Linked DNA regions of Pan troglodytes: region 2 is linked to region 1. Evidence: chromatin contacts called from public HiChIP or PLAC-seq data. All regions are on one chromosome and are shown on one strand. Each heading gives the region's core, a stretch centred on a gene start, on an enhancer-like site or on the middle of the called end of the contact. The rest is flanking DNA. Distances are from core to core; before and after follow the strand shown. Region 1 holds the start of LOC104007963. Region 2 holds the start of NR4A3 (nuclear receptor subfamily 4 group A member 3).

Region 1 (7,313 bases), core at 502-3,001:
GCCTGGGGGCCTCGCAGGGCGGGGGCGGGGGCGGGGGCGGGGCCCAACCCTGCCCACCCCTCGTGACGCCCCGCCCCGTCGCTCCTGCGCCTGCGCCGTGCCCACCGATCGGCCTCGAGCGCCCCGGCGGGAGGTAAGGGGCTCTCTGGAGGCCGCCTTTGGGGGCGTCGGGCGCTCACAGGCTTGGTGGGCCTGGCGCCCGTGTGGCGCGCGCAAGAGGCGCTGGGCGGCAAGTAGGGCATTGGATCCGAAGCGCGAGCGCCATGGTGGCTCCTCCTGTTTTTCAGAAGTGGCGGAGCCTCGCTTGGTTTCGTTTTTGGAAGCTTTATTAGAAGCTGGTATAGGGAGGCCGCAGACGATGCGAGCAGGACGGCCTCCCGGGGTCGCGGGGTGGAAAAGTTTCCGGCGCGCGTCCTGTCTCTGGCGCGCTGTAGGCCCCGGGTCGCCAGGGTCGCTGGCGTCTGGGTCCCGGGACAGACCCGCGCATCCGTTCGCTGGTAGGGGCGTTTGGTGTGTGTGGCCCAGGTGTGCTGTGGGTAACACTGCGAGGAATGACGCGACGCTCGATGGTAGTGAGGCTCGGAGGACTGGGAGCGAGAGGCCGGAAGCCCCTGCTCGCCAAACCCAGAGGTGGTTCGCAGAAGGTGCCACACCTTGGCTCCCTCCTTTTAGCTAACCGAGGTTCAGAGAGGAGACATTACGTTGACTTTTCTCTCCAAATTCGGTATCTCTTCCATAAGTCAGAAACATTAAGCGGCGGGCCCGAAGAAATCGGGCGCCACTAGCATCCCGAAAAGTGGGAGCTCTGGGCCGATGGAAGGTGTTCGTCACTTTTGGGGGCTGGGTTTCCTGAGAAATGGGGTCTTTCACTTATTAATAACCTTCTAAGTAACTTACTGGGAAACATGAGTATTATGGTACCCATCTCATATTAGTTGTAAGCACTACATGATAAAGTTTGTAAAGCACCTGGCACAGTCCTGGCACCCCTCTCTCCAAGTATTAATGCAGTGAATACGATTGCAGTTCTTTAACTTCTAAATGTTTTTACCTGTCTTACGTGAAACATCCTCTTATACTAAAAAACTTTTTTATTTTGAAATAATTTTACAATTACAGAAAAGTTTCAAAAGTAATAGAGTTCCCTGTTGCCTCCATTAATAATTTTTTACATACCATAGCGCAATTATCAAAAGCAAGAAGTTAATATTAGTGTAATACTATTAACTGAATTACTAACTTGTGATTTTTTTTTTCTGTATTAATGTCCTTTTTCTATTCTAGGATCCACTCTAAGACCCGACATTGCAGTTAGTTGTCTTGGGTCCTTGGTCTCCTCCAGTCTGTGACAGTTCCTCAGTCTTTTCCTGTCTTTACACTGATAGTCTTTTTCTGCCTTTATACTCTTTCTGATCTTTACACTTTTGAAGAATGCTGGTCAGTTATTTTGTAGAGTGCCCCTGAAATGGGGTTTGTCCAATGTTCTCTCATGATTAGATTAAGGTTATACATTTTTGTTAAGAACACAAAAGTGTGTGTGCCCTTCTCAGTTCATCATATGAGCATAGCTGATATATATGACTTATTGCTCGTGAGGTTAATCTTGATCACTTGGTAGAGAGTGTCTGCTGGGATTCTCCAATGTAAAGGTCTTATTTTTCTCCTTATAATTGACATCTTGGGGGGAGCTTTTAAACCGTACGCATGTCCTGTTTCTCCTCAGACTTTCCCTTGCTAAATTTCACATCCATTGGTGGATCTTGCCTTCAGCAATTATTATGACTATGGTGTTCTAATGATGATTTTCTACTTTCCTCATTTCTTTATTAATTGAAATTATTCTGTAAGGATGAGCTGCCCATTTCCCATTTGTTTATTTGTATTCCGTTATTTATTTGTATCCATGTGGACTCAGATGTTTTTCTATTGGTTGTTATCCTACACTTGTGTTATTTTATGTTTGAAATTGTTCCAGCTTTGATCACTGGGAGTTTTCTTTCAGGTTGCTTTCTGTAGCTTTTCAGCATGCTTCCATCCTTTTTTTTCTTTTTTGGAACTTCCTAATTTTCTGGTACCATAGGATGCCCCAGGCTCATCTTGTGTTTTCTGTGCCTCAGCCCTGATAGTCAGCCACTTCTCCAACGACCCGTAGTTTCTTTTTTTGGAGAATAGTATTTAAACACAAAGATCTGTGCTCTAGGGATGCTCATTGCTACTGGGGTAACATTGCTACCAGGGCCCCACAGAAGACACCAGTCTATACATATGCATACCCATGCATACCCAAAGATCTATATTTATTTCTGTATTTGTCTATCCATATACTTTTTAAAAACAAAAGTTCATCCCAGTAGCTTTGCTTCTAGTCTAACACCACAGGGTTCATTCTAGTTTTGTCCCTTATTTTTAACTTCTTTATCTGACAGTGAGAAATCTGACTCTTGGCATTCTACAAAATATTTTCTTATTTCTTCAGTCCTAGTATACACATAAAGTAATTTCAGGATTTCTGACCTATGTTCCTGTGAGAAACACATTTACTAAATAGAGTACAGTGTAGTTCTTTTTGTCTCTAGGCTTATAGTATTCAGTTAAAATATTGTTTTCTAAAGTGGCTTAGATAATTTTTCTTCCTCACTTCTTTCAGTGTGGTTATGCTATTCGTTTATAATACAGTTTATGTTTTTATAGTTTATATTCCATTTTGGAGGGAAAGAGTCTAAAGGTAGACTAATTGAAGCTCCATTATCATGGCTATGCATATTGTGCTATTTGACTAGAGTGATAGGATTAGCAATTGTATAGAAGGGACGTGTGAAGAAATATTTTAGTTTAGGCAGCATCTATTGAACAACAGGTGTGTTCAAAAAACATTTTGATAGGAATGATGGTAGATATAAAGATAATCTCTTTGTGGTATAGAAGAAAAGAAAAGAGGCAGTGTGATAGATTGGGAAATGTTAATGTTAGACAAATAATTGATACATTTAACATGTAATAGCCTTTTATGAGTTAATAAGAGAAAGACATCCCCTGTAGTAAAAACAGATGCATATGACATGAACAAGCAATTCATGAAAGAAGAAATGCAATGAGTACAAAAAAATAGTGATAGAGGATGAATAAAATATAGTACTTGATAACCGAACAGGGTGACTATAATAATTCAATTGTATATTTAAAAATAACTAAAAGAGTATAACTGGATTGTTTGTAACACAAAGAATAAATGCTTGAGGTGATGGATACCTCATTTACCCTAATGTGATTATTACACATTGTATGCCTGTATCAAAATAACTCAAATATCCCATAAATATATACCTACTACTAATATATACCCACAAAAATTAAAAATTAAAAAAAGAAGAAATGCAGCTGGGCATGGTGCCTCACGCTTGTAATCCTAGCACTTTGGGAGGCCGAGGCAGGTGGATCACCTGAGGTCGGGAGTTCAAGACCAGCCTGGCCAACATGGTGAAACCCCGTCTCTACTAAAAATACAAAAATTAGCTGGGCGTGGTGGCACGTGCCTGTAATCCCAGCTACTTGGGAGGCTGAGGCAGGAGAGTCACTTGAACCTAGGGGGCGGAGGTTGCAGTGAGCTGAGATCGCACCACTTCACTCCAGCCTGGGCAAAAGAGTGAGACTCCGTCTCAAAACAAAAAAAAGAAGAAGAAAAAAAAAGAAATGCAAATGGCTGATAAATCCACCCTGTTAGTAATTTAAGGAATGCAAAGTAAAGCAATAATGAGACATCATTTTTTTCACCAATGACATGTCTAAGAATGATAATACTGAGTATATTGCTTGGAATATGGATAAATGGACATTGTGTTATGTTTCTGGTAGGAACATAAAAGGCATAACCTTTTGTGGGATATGGCTATATATATGTTTTAAAAACCTTGAAAAATCTGTCTACCTAATAATTCTATTTCTAGATATTTATTTTTTATTTTTATGTTACTTTTTTCAATTAATACACAATAATTTTACATATTTATAGGATACATGTGATATTTTGATACATACATACAATGTGTAATGATCAAATCAGGGTATTTGGGATATATATCACGTCAAACATTTATTATTTCTTTGTGTTAGGAGCACTTCAGATCTTCTCTTCTAGCTATTTTGAAATATGCAATAAATTATTGTTAACTATAGCTACCTCACTGTGTTATTAAACATGAATAATGTATTCCTTCTATCTAACTGTATGTTTGTACCCATTAATCAACTTCTCTTCATCCCTCCTGCCCCTTCCCATCACTCTACTCTCTACCTCCAGGAGATCAACTTTTTCCCCCCTTTTTATTTAGAAATGGAGGTCTCATTATATTGCCCAGGCTGGCTTCTAATTTCTGGGCTCAAGTGATCCTCCTACCTCGGCTTCCTGAGTAGCTGGGAGTACAGGCTAGATGTTCCATCCATGTTGTTGTAAATGACAGGATTTCATTCTTTTTTTTTTTTTTTTCTCCCTAGACGGAGTCTTGCTCTGTTGCCCAAGCTGGAGTGCAGTGGTGAGATCTGGGTTCACCGCAACCTCCGCCTCCTGGGTTCAAGCGATTCTCCTGCCTCAGCCTCCGGAGCAGCTGGGAATACAGGTGCATGCCACCACGCCTGGCTAATTTTTTGTATTTTTTAGTAGAGACGGGGTTTCACTGTGTTAGCCAGGATGGTCTTGATCTCCTGACCTCACGATCGGCCCGCCTCCACCTCCCAAAGTGCTGGGATTATAGGCATGAGCCATCGCGCCCGACCCATTCTTTTTTTTAATGGCTGAACGGTATTTCATTGTGTATATACACCACATTTTCTTTATCCAGTCATCCATTGACAGACACTTAGGTTGATTCCATATCTTGGCTATTGTGAATGCTGCTGCAATAAACATGGGGCTGTAGGTATCTCTTTGATAATACTGATTTTTTTTCCTTTGGATAAATACCCAGTAGTGGGATTGCTGGATCATATGGTAGTTTTATTTTTAATTTTTTGAGAAGCCTCTGTACAGTTTTTCTTTCTTTCTTTTTTTTTTTTTTTTTTTGAGACAGGATCTCACTGTGTTGCCTAGGCTGTAGTATAGTAGTAAAAACACTGTTTCTTGCAGGCTCACACTTTAGGGCTCAAGGGATCTTCCCACCTCGGCGTCACTGGGACTACAGGCAACCACCACCACACCCAGCTAATTTTTAAATTTTTCAGAGAAGAAGGATCTTGCTATGTTGCCCAGGCTGCCCTCAAACTCTTGGCCTCAAGTGATCCTCCTGCTTCAGCCTTCCAAAGTGCTGGAATTACAGCTATGAGCCACCGTACCCAGCCCATACTGTTTTTCATAATGGCTGTACTAATTTACATTCCCACCAACAGTGTATAAGAGTCCTCTTTCTCGCCAGGCGTTGTGGCTCACGCCTGTAATCCCAGCACTTTGAGAGGCCGAGGCAGGTGGATCACCTGAGGTCAGGAGTTCGAGACCAGCTTGGCCAACATGGCAAAATCCCGTCTCTACTAAAAACAAAAAAATTAGCTGGGCGTGGTGGCATGTGCCTGTAATCCCAGCTACTCAGGAGGCTGAGGCAGGAGAACTGCTTGAACCCGGGAGGCAGAGGTTGCAGTAAGCTGAGATCGTGCCACTGCACTCCAGCCTGGGTGACAAGAGCGAAAATCTATCTAAAAAGAAAAAAAAAAAAAAGAGGCCTCTTTTGCTACATCCTCACCAGCATTTGTTATTTTTTATCCGTTTGGTGATAGCCATTGTAACTGGGGTGAGATGGTATCTCATTGTGGTTTTGATTTGCATTTCCCTGATGATTAATGATGTTGAGCATTTAAAAAAATACCTTTTGGTCATTTGTATGTCTTCTTTTGAGAAATGTCTATTCAGATTCTTTGCCCACTTTTTAATGGAACTATTTGTTTCTTTGTTGTTGAGTTGTTTGAGTTTCTCATACATTCTAGATATTAGTCCCTTGTTGGATGACTAGTTGGCAAATATTTTCTCCCTTTATACAGGTTGTGTCTTTGTTGATTGTTTTAAAGAAATAATTATAGGCAGCAGTATGGATTTATGTGTAAGCAGGGTAATTACACTGTAGTTTATAATAGTGGAAAATTAGAAACAACCTAAATAGCCAACAATAGCCAATTTGTAAAATTGTGAAGCATCTACGTAGTTATAGAAAATTATTTACATGGAAACATTTTTATTATACTTCATCACACTATTCAAAATAAATGTTTTATTTTCTTTGTCTTTCATCCACCCATTTATTCTATCCGTTAACAGTTTATTCTATTCATTGCTCCTTGCTATTCCATTCCTTTGGGTTTATTTTCTTTATTGTTGAAATATTCCTTTAAGTACTTTTAATGAGGGGCTTGGTAATAAACTCTCTTAGTCCTTGTATGTCTGAAAATGATTATTTTGCTTTCATTCTAAATGATAATTTACCTGGGAATATACCAACTCTCTCAGCACTTTGAAGGTATTTCTGTCTTTTAATATCTTGCTTTTAAAAGCAATATATTATTGCTTTATTGGTCTTTTATCTCTCATTTTTTTTAATGATTCTTGTTCTTTAATGTTTTGCAATTTCCCTTCCATGTATTTAGGCAAATTTGGTTTCTTTTTAATGTATGCTACTTGAGGCTGATGTGCTTTTTCAGTTTGAGGTCTTACATTTTAATTATCAGTATATTCTCTTTGAATAATTCCTTCTTACTGTTTCTTTGTTCTTTCTTTCTGGGACTCCTACTTGTTATTAAGCTTCTCATTTTATCCTTTATGTCTTTTATCTTCTTTTTTATACTTTTCATCTTTTTTTCCTCTGTGTTCTGAGTGATTTCTTCCAATCAATAATTGTTTCTTATCTATATAATTTACTGTTTAACACATCTTTTGAGATTTTCATTTCTAGAAGTTTTACTTGGTTTATATTCAGGCTGGCCTCTTACTGTTTCATAATATCTATTTTTTTAAAAGATTCTATTCCTTTTTGGAATAGAATGTTTTTGGATATTTAAAAATATACTTACTTTGGTTTCTTTTTAAAATTATTTTATTATCTTTAGTCCATTAGGTATGAATTTTCCTGTTTTGTTGGGTCTGTGGATGGTCTCTTTTGGTAATGAATTTCTCCATATGTCCCCAGTTTCCATTCAATGTTGCACCTGTTTTACCCTCTTTGTTTTTGTACCTGGAGATTTTCCTTTTTGACTTTTGAGCTTGTATCAAACATAAAAACCAAGTTACTAATGGGTAGGTATTGGAGGCAGTCTATATAACCAACACATCAAGATTTTCA
Region 2 (6,962 bases), core at 1,691-4,190, 87 kb before region 1:
TCTCAGCCAGGGAGAAGAGTTTTTTTGTTTTGTTTTGTTTTAAATTTAGGTAAACAAGGATACTGGTTTGAAACGGTCACTGGAGCCCAACTCATATGAACAATTTAGCAGCTTTATAACAACCCTGAGTGGGCAAGGACCTTTCATACATATTAACATTTAGAAAATGTAGTTTATTGAATAAATTCATTGAAAGATGTCATGTTTCCTAAAAACTGTACCTAATTTTAGGGTTCCTGCTTACAGTGATTCCAGTTCTACATGAGAGTTTTAATTGAAGGAGGATTAGGGGGGTGAGGGAGGTGCAGAACACAAATGAAATTTTTACAGCATGGAAATAAAAGTATTTTTAAATCTTCTTGGGGGTGAAGAGTTAGGCAAGAAGTAATACGTGGAAACTGTCAAGTGCTTCTCTACACATCCACCCACCAGATACCATCGCAGCCGGCTGGGGGAGTCTCCCTCTTCTTGCCTGACAGCTTCACTTTCTTTGAGATCTGGAGCTGGTGATCACACTGGCCCGTCATGGTATTTTCAGTTAACAAAGCAGTTACTCAACGGGGGAAAAAGCCACAAAGGAGCAGAGCAGCTGCTGCTGCACCCGTGATGCAAGTGCAGGATGAGCCCCGGGCCGCCACCGCCGCCTCGGCTCCTCCGTGACGTCCGGGAAGGGTATCCCCGGCACTCAGGAAGTGGTGGCCGCGGGCAGCTCCACCCCCACGCGACTCGGGGCTGGCCGAGCTGCCGGGTGGTAGGACCGCCGGGCCTTCCGCAGGGCGGGCGGGGATCACCGTCTCCCCACCTCCGTGCGCACACACATGCACGGGCCTCGCGCCCAGCTGTCGCCCGCGCCTCGCCCTGCTCACTTCTCACAGCCCGCGCCGGACGAAGAGAGCCGCCAGCGCCCCCCCTCTCTCCCACGGCTCGCGCCCACTCACCCCGACCCCCGGCGCCGAGCCCGGCCCCGCGTCGCCGGTCACCAGACCTGGTCGAACCGAGTCCAAGATGGCGACTCCGCCCCCGCCCCCTCCGCACTCCCGGCGGGGTCAGGGCGCCCCCTCACGCGGCGGGCTCGCGCCCGAGACCCGTCTAAAAATAGCCAGGCCCGACTATATTTGGTTCGGCCGGATCCTGGCGCGGCCGCGCGCTCCCCGCCCCGCCCCGCCCCGCCCCGCGCGCCCTGCCCCGCCCCGCGCGGCGTTGAATGGAGAAGGGGCGGGGGTGACCGAGGGGAACCTACTCCGCTATCTGCGGCGCGCGCCGGCGGCGGGTCCCGGCCAACCGCCGAATTTAGTAACATCGCCTGCGTCAATCACGCGCCTCGCGTGCGTCAGCGCCGCGCGGCTCCAGGTCCTGCTCCCCACCTTCAAGCCTTTGAATGGATACAATGTAGCAGCGCCCTCCTTCCTTCCGAGGCTGGATTGGAACCCGCCGCAGTGCAGAGACTCGGTTGCTCTCGGCTGGGTCAACTTTCGGGGCATCCTCCCACGATCCTCTCCGCACCACCGTGTCTGAATTGGAAGTGGAGGCGAAGAAAGATATACATGCCATATTTACCTATATGTAGTTTGTTTTCAAGTTTCTGGTCCTAGCTCGAACCTTCTTCGATTCTGAAATGTGTGCTGTCTACAAAGGAATCTTGTATCTCCCCTCGGCGCAGCGCCCCCCGCCCCCGCCACACACACACAAATTGGGACAGGTCAAACATATAAAACGGTATTTGTGATTCAAGCGGACCACATGGGGACCACTCTATCTGCATTGTTTCACTCAAATATTTTCTCCTGTCCAAAAATTCATTTCTGAAAGAGACTGCGTTCACTCAGCAGCAACCTTTGGGACTAGGGGTCTTTAACTCTGATAAATTTTGTTTTCATCAAGAAATTTACACTTAAATTTATCATTTCCAGGAAGAAATTGCTCTCCTTCATACAGTCACCCAGGCTTTCGGCACACCATTTCATGACAAATGTGTCCCAGGAGACCAAAGCAAATCCCCTAGCGAGGGACTGACTAATAAATCCTGTTGATTGATTTCGAAATGTTTAATTTGGGAGATGTGGGCGGAGGGCATCTACAACCATCAAAAAGTGAAAGTGCTAGTTGAGAGTTCCATTTCTGACCCGGTGCTGGGGAGGAGGAATGATTTGCAATAGTCAGACCCGCTCAGCTGTTCAACACGTGTGTGTTTGTTTTACACACAGAGTAGTTTCTGCTGCAGCGCGCGTGTGCATGATGGATGTGCACTTCGCTGGGTTATAACGTGTCCAGTTAAGAAACCCACGCCGTACGTGTAAAGAAATCAAACCTTATCCCCGGAACCATCTGCATCCCTGTGTGAAACACGCACCCAGTAAATGATGCGGGGAGGGGGGATTAGCCTGGGCGCAGAGGACCGGAGCAACGTAAACAGCTTTAGAACCTCTGCAAGAGGAAAGTGCAGCTGCACCTCAGGGCGTCTTCGGGCTGGTGCCAGACGCCTTCTGCACCGGCTGCCAGGTCACTGGAGCTGGTCAGAAGCTGGCTGGCGGAGCCTTCCCTTTTGGAAGAGCTGTCCTCTCCCTTACCCCCCTCCCCCTGGCTCCGTGCCTCGGGGCAGCCTCGGAGGCGCGCCAGCAGCACTCCTCCAACTCTACTCCACCCGAGCCTGACAGCTGGGCGGTCCCGCCTGACCCGTGGGCAGGCCGCTGCACCCTCCCGCAGACGCACGCCCTGGCGAGCGGTTCCGCTGCAAAAGGGATGGCACCGTGAGTCCGAGAAGCCCCCAGGCCGGGGCCGGCCGTGCGGCGGAGTTTCCATTGTGCGGCCGTGCGACTGGCCGAGGAAAGCGCGCGCGCGCGCGCACACGAACACACACACCCTCCCTCGCACACGCGGAACCGGCTAGGCCAGGGGAGGGAGGAGGAGGGTGACGTAGCGTCCCATGGCGTCACATTGACGTCTCGCATTCCAGGCACTCTATGGAGAGGCCGCTAGGGCTCCTGTGGCATAAATGACGTGCCGAGAGAGCGAGCGAACGCGCAGCCGGGAGAGCGGAGTCTCCTGCCTCCCGCCCCCCACCCCTCCAGCTCCTGCTCCTCCTCCGCTCCCCATACACAGACGCGCTCACACCCGCTCCCTCACTCGCACACACAGACACAAGCGCGCACACAGGCTCCGCACACACACTTCGCTCTCCCGCGCGCTCACACCCCTCGTGCCCTGAGCCCTTGCCGGTGCAGCGCGGCACCGCAGCTGGACGCCCCTCCCGGGCTCACTTTGCAACGCTGACGGTGCCGGCAGTGGCCGTGGAGGTGGGAACAGCGGCGGCATCCTCCCCCCTGGTCACAGCCCAAGCCAGGACGCCCGCGGAACCTCTCGGCTGTGCTCTCCCATGAGTCGGGATCGCAGCATCCCCCACCAGCCGCTCACCGCCTCCGGGAGCCGCTGGGCTTGTACACCGCAGCCCTTCCGGGACAGCAGCTGTGACTCCCCCCCAGTGCAGATTTCGGGACAGCTCTCTAGAAACTCGCTCTAAAGACGGAACCGCCACAGCACTCAAGTACGTATGAGATTCGCCCAGTTAATAAGGGGACTTGCTAAAAAAGTTGGCTTGCTGGGAAGCGTCGCTCCTGAAATTGACAACTTTGAGTGTGGGGTTCCCTCCCCTGACCTTGCCGCCCGGCTCCGGCTTTGCTAGCCCAGCGGCCCGTAGGTTCTGATCTGAAACTTTTCCCCTGTAGTGGGCCCGCGGGGATCTCTGGAGCTCGTGGGATTCCTCCCCCCACTCGAAGAGGCGAAAAGCCTCTAACAAAGGGGAGGACCGGGATTTGTGCTATAGCGGCTCCAGCGATGTAATTCAGGGTATTTCGGCTCTAGTTGTCATGGTAATGATGCTCTCGGCGGCGGCGGCGGCGGCAGCGGCAGCGGCAGGGAGTTGCAGCTCCGGTGATGAACGGCAGTAATTTTCCTGCCTTTTAAGTAGGATTGAAAATAGGAGCTCTGGTGGGTCCAAGTAAATGTTGCTAATGGTGGCACCGAGCTGGTTCTCTGGAAGGAAGCTTAGGAGGGAAGGGCCTAGGCAGCGACGGCCAGAGTTTGCAGACGCACTCGGAGGACCTCAGGAAAGAGGGCGTAATTGTAGGAATGTGGCTTATTGTATTGAAATGAGCCTGGGGTTCCACTAGGCACGTCTGCCTGGCGTCGCTGACATGCCGGTTTACACTTTTCCCTTAGGAGGTAAATCGGGTGTAATTGGCGACTCCCGCACACTGACACGTGTGGGGACGGTGTCCCTCTCTTCTGGACGTTGGCTCGGTGTGGGAAAGGCATGCTTTTTCACTGACAGAACTCGCGCTTTTGGAGAAGTTGCTCCGAGTGTTTTACTCTTAGTAGAAATGAAAGTTCTCGGTGGTGAGACCAGAGCGGTCATGCGAGCGCAGCCTGCGGAGACTGACTTCCAAAGGCACCTCTCCAACCTGTTGGAAGCCTCGGGGCAGTGGTGAGGAAGAACGCATTTGTCCCTTGATTTCCAAAAACGTTCTTGGAGATTGCCTTTTATTTATTTATGCGTCCGGATTCTCCAGAGGGAAGAGCTGCGAGGAGTTAGTAATCAGAAATGTCGGGCTGTGATCCCAGGGCCTTGTGGTGCTGGGAGAGAAGAACAGGGAGCCGTCATTCCATCGCGAGTCCAGTGCCGGATCTCCTTTTCCCACGACCGGGAAATATTTTATAGAATCAAGTTAGGGAAAGAAAAAGCTGCCTAACGTGGCTAATGGGCACAATGAATGAAGTTACTTTATTCGAGTTATTTTCGCTGAACAAGATGCTCGCAGAGTTAGTACCAAAGCCTCCTTAGGCCACAGCAACCTCCACGTCCGCTCCGCCCCCCACCCCCCGGCACCCATCCACCCCGTTCCCTGGGACCGTGCGCTCACAGAAATTCTTCCCCGCGGTTTGTCTAGTCTCCCTCGGTCTTTCTGAGAATCTCAGTCTTTCCCTTTCTGTCAGTCTCTCCCTCGCTCCTCTTGCCCCCGCCCAACCTCCGCCCCCGCTCCCCAGGGTTGGAAACTCCGCAGAGGAGCCCCGGTCACAATGGTGCGTTTCACGGTTTCCTCCACACACTTCACCACCGGGAGGGGAACACGGGGGTGTTCCTTTCGTCTGCCCACGAGAAAGAAAGGGGCTTTGACAGAGGTAGTTATTTCTTCCTAATTTACAACCCCAAGGCTCTGTGCTCCCGGCCCCGGCGGCCGCAAGCCGGAGCGGCGGAACGTGTTTCCAGGCACTGAGGCTTTGCCTAGGTAACCGGCCGTTTGTGGGGTGGAGAGAGCGGCGGGGCGCTGGGCTGGGCTGGAGGAAAGGCTGTGTGGGTCCCTCCCGCGAACGCTGGGCGCTCGAGGGGAACTCCTTCGTTGGGGAGAGGCGGTCCCCGCCCACCCGAGTTCTGAGGCCTCCTCTCAGAGAACGACTCCGCTTGAAAGGCCCTCAGGGAATGCGGGACGGGAATGCGGGCACCCACTGAAGGGGCGGGTGGGGGATTGCTGGAGACCCCCATTGAAGATGCGGGGAGACGGGAAGCACGTGCTACAGCCGTGGGAAGATCCGCTTCTACCCGCGCTACATCGAGCGCAAGCTTTCCGTCCGAGCAGCTCCAGCTGGGGCTGGGGGTGGCAAGGGAATCCCCCATTTCCTGGTCGTCGAGGGTTTCCTGGACCTGGGAGCCCCAAGTCCCTTTCTCTCTTCCTGCAGGCAAGCCCCGGGCTCAGGGGCGCCAGGAGATGACCCTCGTGGCCCCGCGCACCTCGGAGGTTTTTGGTTTGGTTTAATTTGGGGTTTTTCGGTCCATGTTCCCACTCTTCGAGCTGCGCCCACCCCGGGCAAAGGGGGCGCTATAGGCCGGAGTTTGGGCACCCAGTTCCTTCCCTGAGGCCTGCTGAGCTGCGCTTTCAGCTACAAAGTTTCGCTGAGGCTGTGCGCTGAGACGCTGGTCCCGGAGCTGCGCTCGGCGCCCTCAGGAATGTGACCCGCTAGGCCGCTGGGTGGCCAGGAGCCTCCAAGCCGCCCACCCTCGAAGACACCGCCCTCTGGGTGCAGGGGACCTGCCTCCGCTCGTCCCATCAGCCGCTAACGCCGTCCGCTTCGTCCTCTTGCTTCCAGCGCCAGCCTTCTCATCGCTGTGCCCTTTTGTTTGCTTGACCCCTGGCCCTCGAAACTCGCGGCTAATAGAAGCGAAGCTCCATTAGCATTTAGAATGAAAAGCGCAGACTTTCTTAATTCCTCGGGGCATTCATGCATTCGTTCCGGACCTTGTGCATTTCCTATGCAACGTGTAAAATTTGTATTTGAGGGTTGGGGGCGGGCGGAGCTGGAAAATGGCTTTTTTCCGCTGGTGAACTGACCCCCCGTATTCGGGCGGAGCTCGTTCCTCAAGTGTTCTGCTTTCTTTGGTTTTCCTGACTTCGTAAGCTCGGAATCAGTTGTGGGGGCAGAGAGATCAATTTCTGGGCAATAACAGGCTGCGCGTTTTTTTTTTTAGCCTCGGTTTTGGTGCCACAAAACGGTGGTAGGCGCAGTGGGTTCCAACAACCTTTCCTCGGCTTCCCCGAGGCCGTGTGATGCTTCTTGCCCAGGGGGACTCCTGTACCATTAATCACCCTTAATTTTACGATAATTCTTTGTAATTAATGTAACATTTCTAGAGGTTGCCAACCAATTCCCCCAGTCCCCAATGCGCCCAGCCCGGGCCGTAGTGACCCATCCTGGTCTCACTGTGACCTATGTCCTCTTTCACCGTGCCTGTAGAGCCCACTGCGGAAGAGGGCAGCCCGGCAAGCCCGGGCCCTGAGCCTGGACCCTTAGCGGTGCCGGGCAGCACTGCCGGCGCTTCGCCTCGCCGGACGTCCGCTCCTCCTACACTCTCAGCCTCCGCTGGAGAGACCCCCAGCCCCACCATTCAGCGCGCAAGATACCCTCCAGGTAGG

What was found. HiChIP or PLAC-seq counts read pairs in DNA pulled down with a chosen protein or histone mark.
Region 2: an H3K4me3 HiChIP or PLAC-seq map of stem cell-derived excitatory neurons shows a contact between it and region 1, with 3 times the contacts expected there. The contact joins the promoter of NR4A3 here to the promoter of LOC104007963 in region 1. A contact is called at or near these places in 1 of 7 Hi-C or Micro-C datasets (stem cell-derived neural progenitor cells) and 1 of 1 datasets of contacts at active chromatin or transcription factors (stem cell-derived excitatory neurons).

Annotation. Positions count from the first base shown.
Region 1 is chr11:38,602,048-38,609,360 of NHGRI_mPanTro3-v2.0_pri, reverse strand. It overlaps LOC104007963, which reads right to left and starts at 1,751. Exons shown (of 5, transcript XM_063787336.1): 1 at 1,698-1,751; 2 at 1-665. The coding sequence starts at 1,751. It overlaps STX17 (syntaxin 17), which reads left to right and starts at 67. Exons shown (of 8, transcript XM_528364.8): 1 at 67-133.
Region 2 is chr11:38,690,721-38,697,682 of NHGRI_mPanTro3-v2.0_pri, reverse strand. It overlaps NR4A3 (nuclear receptor subfamily 4 group A member 3), which reads left to right and starts at 2,940. Exons shown (of 8, transcript XM_003951483.6): 1 at 2,940-3,541; 2 at 6,784-6,957.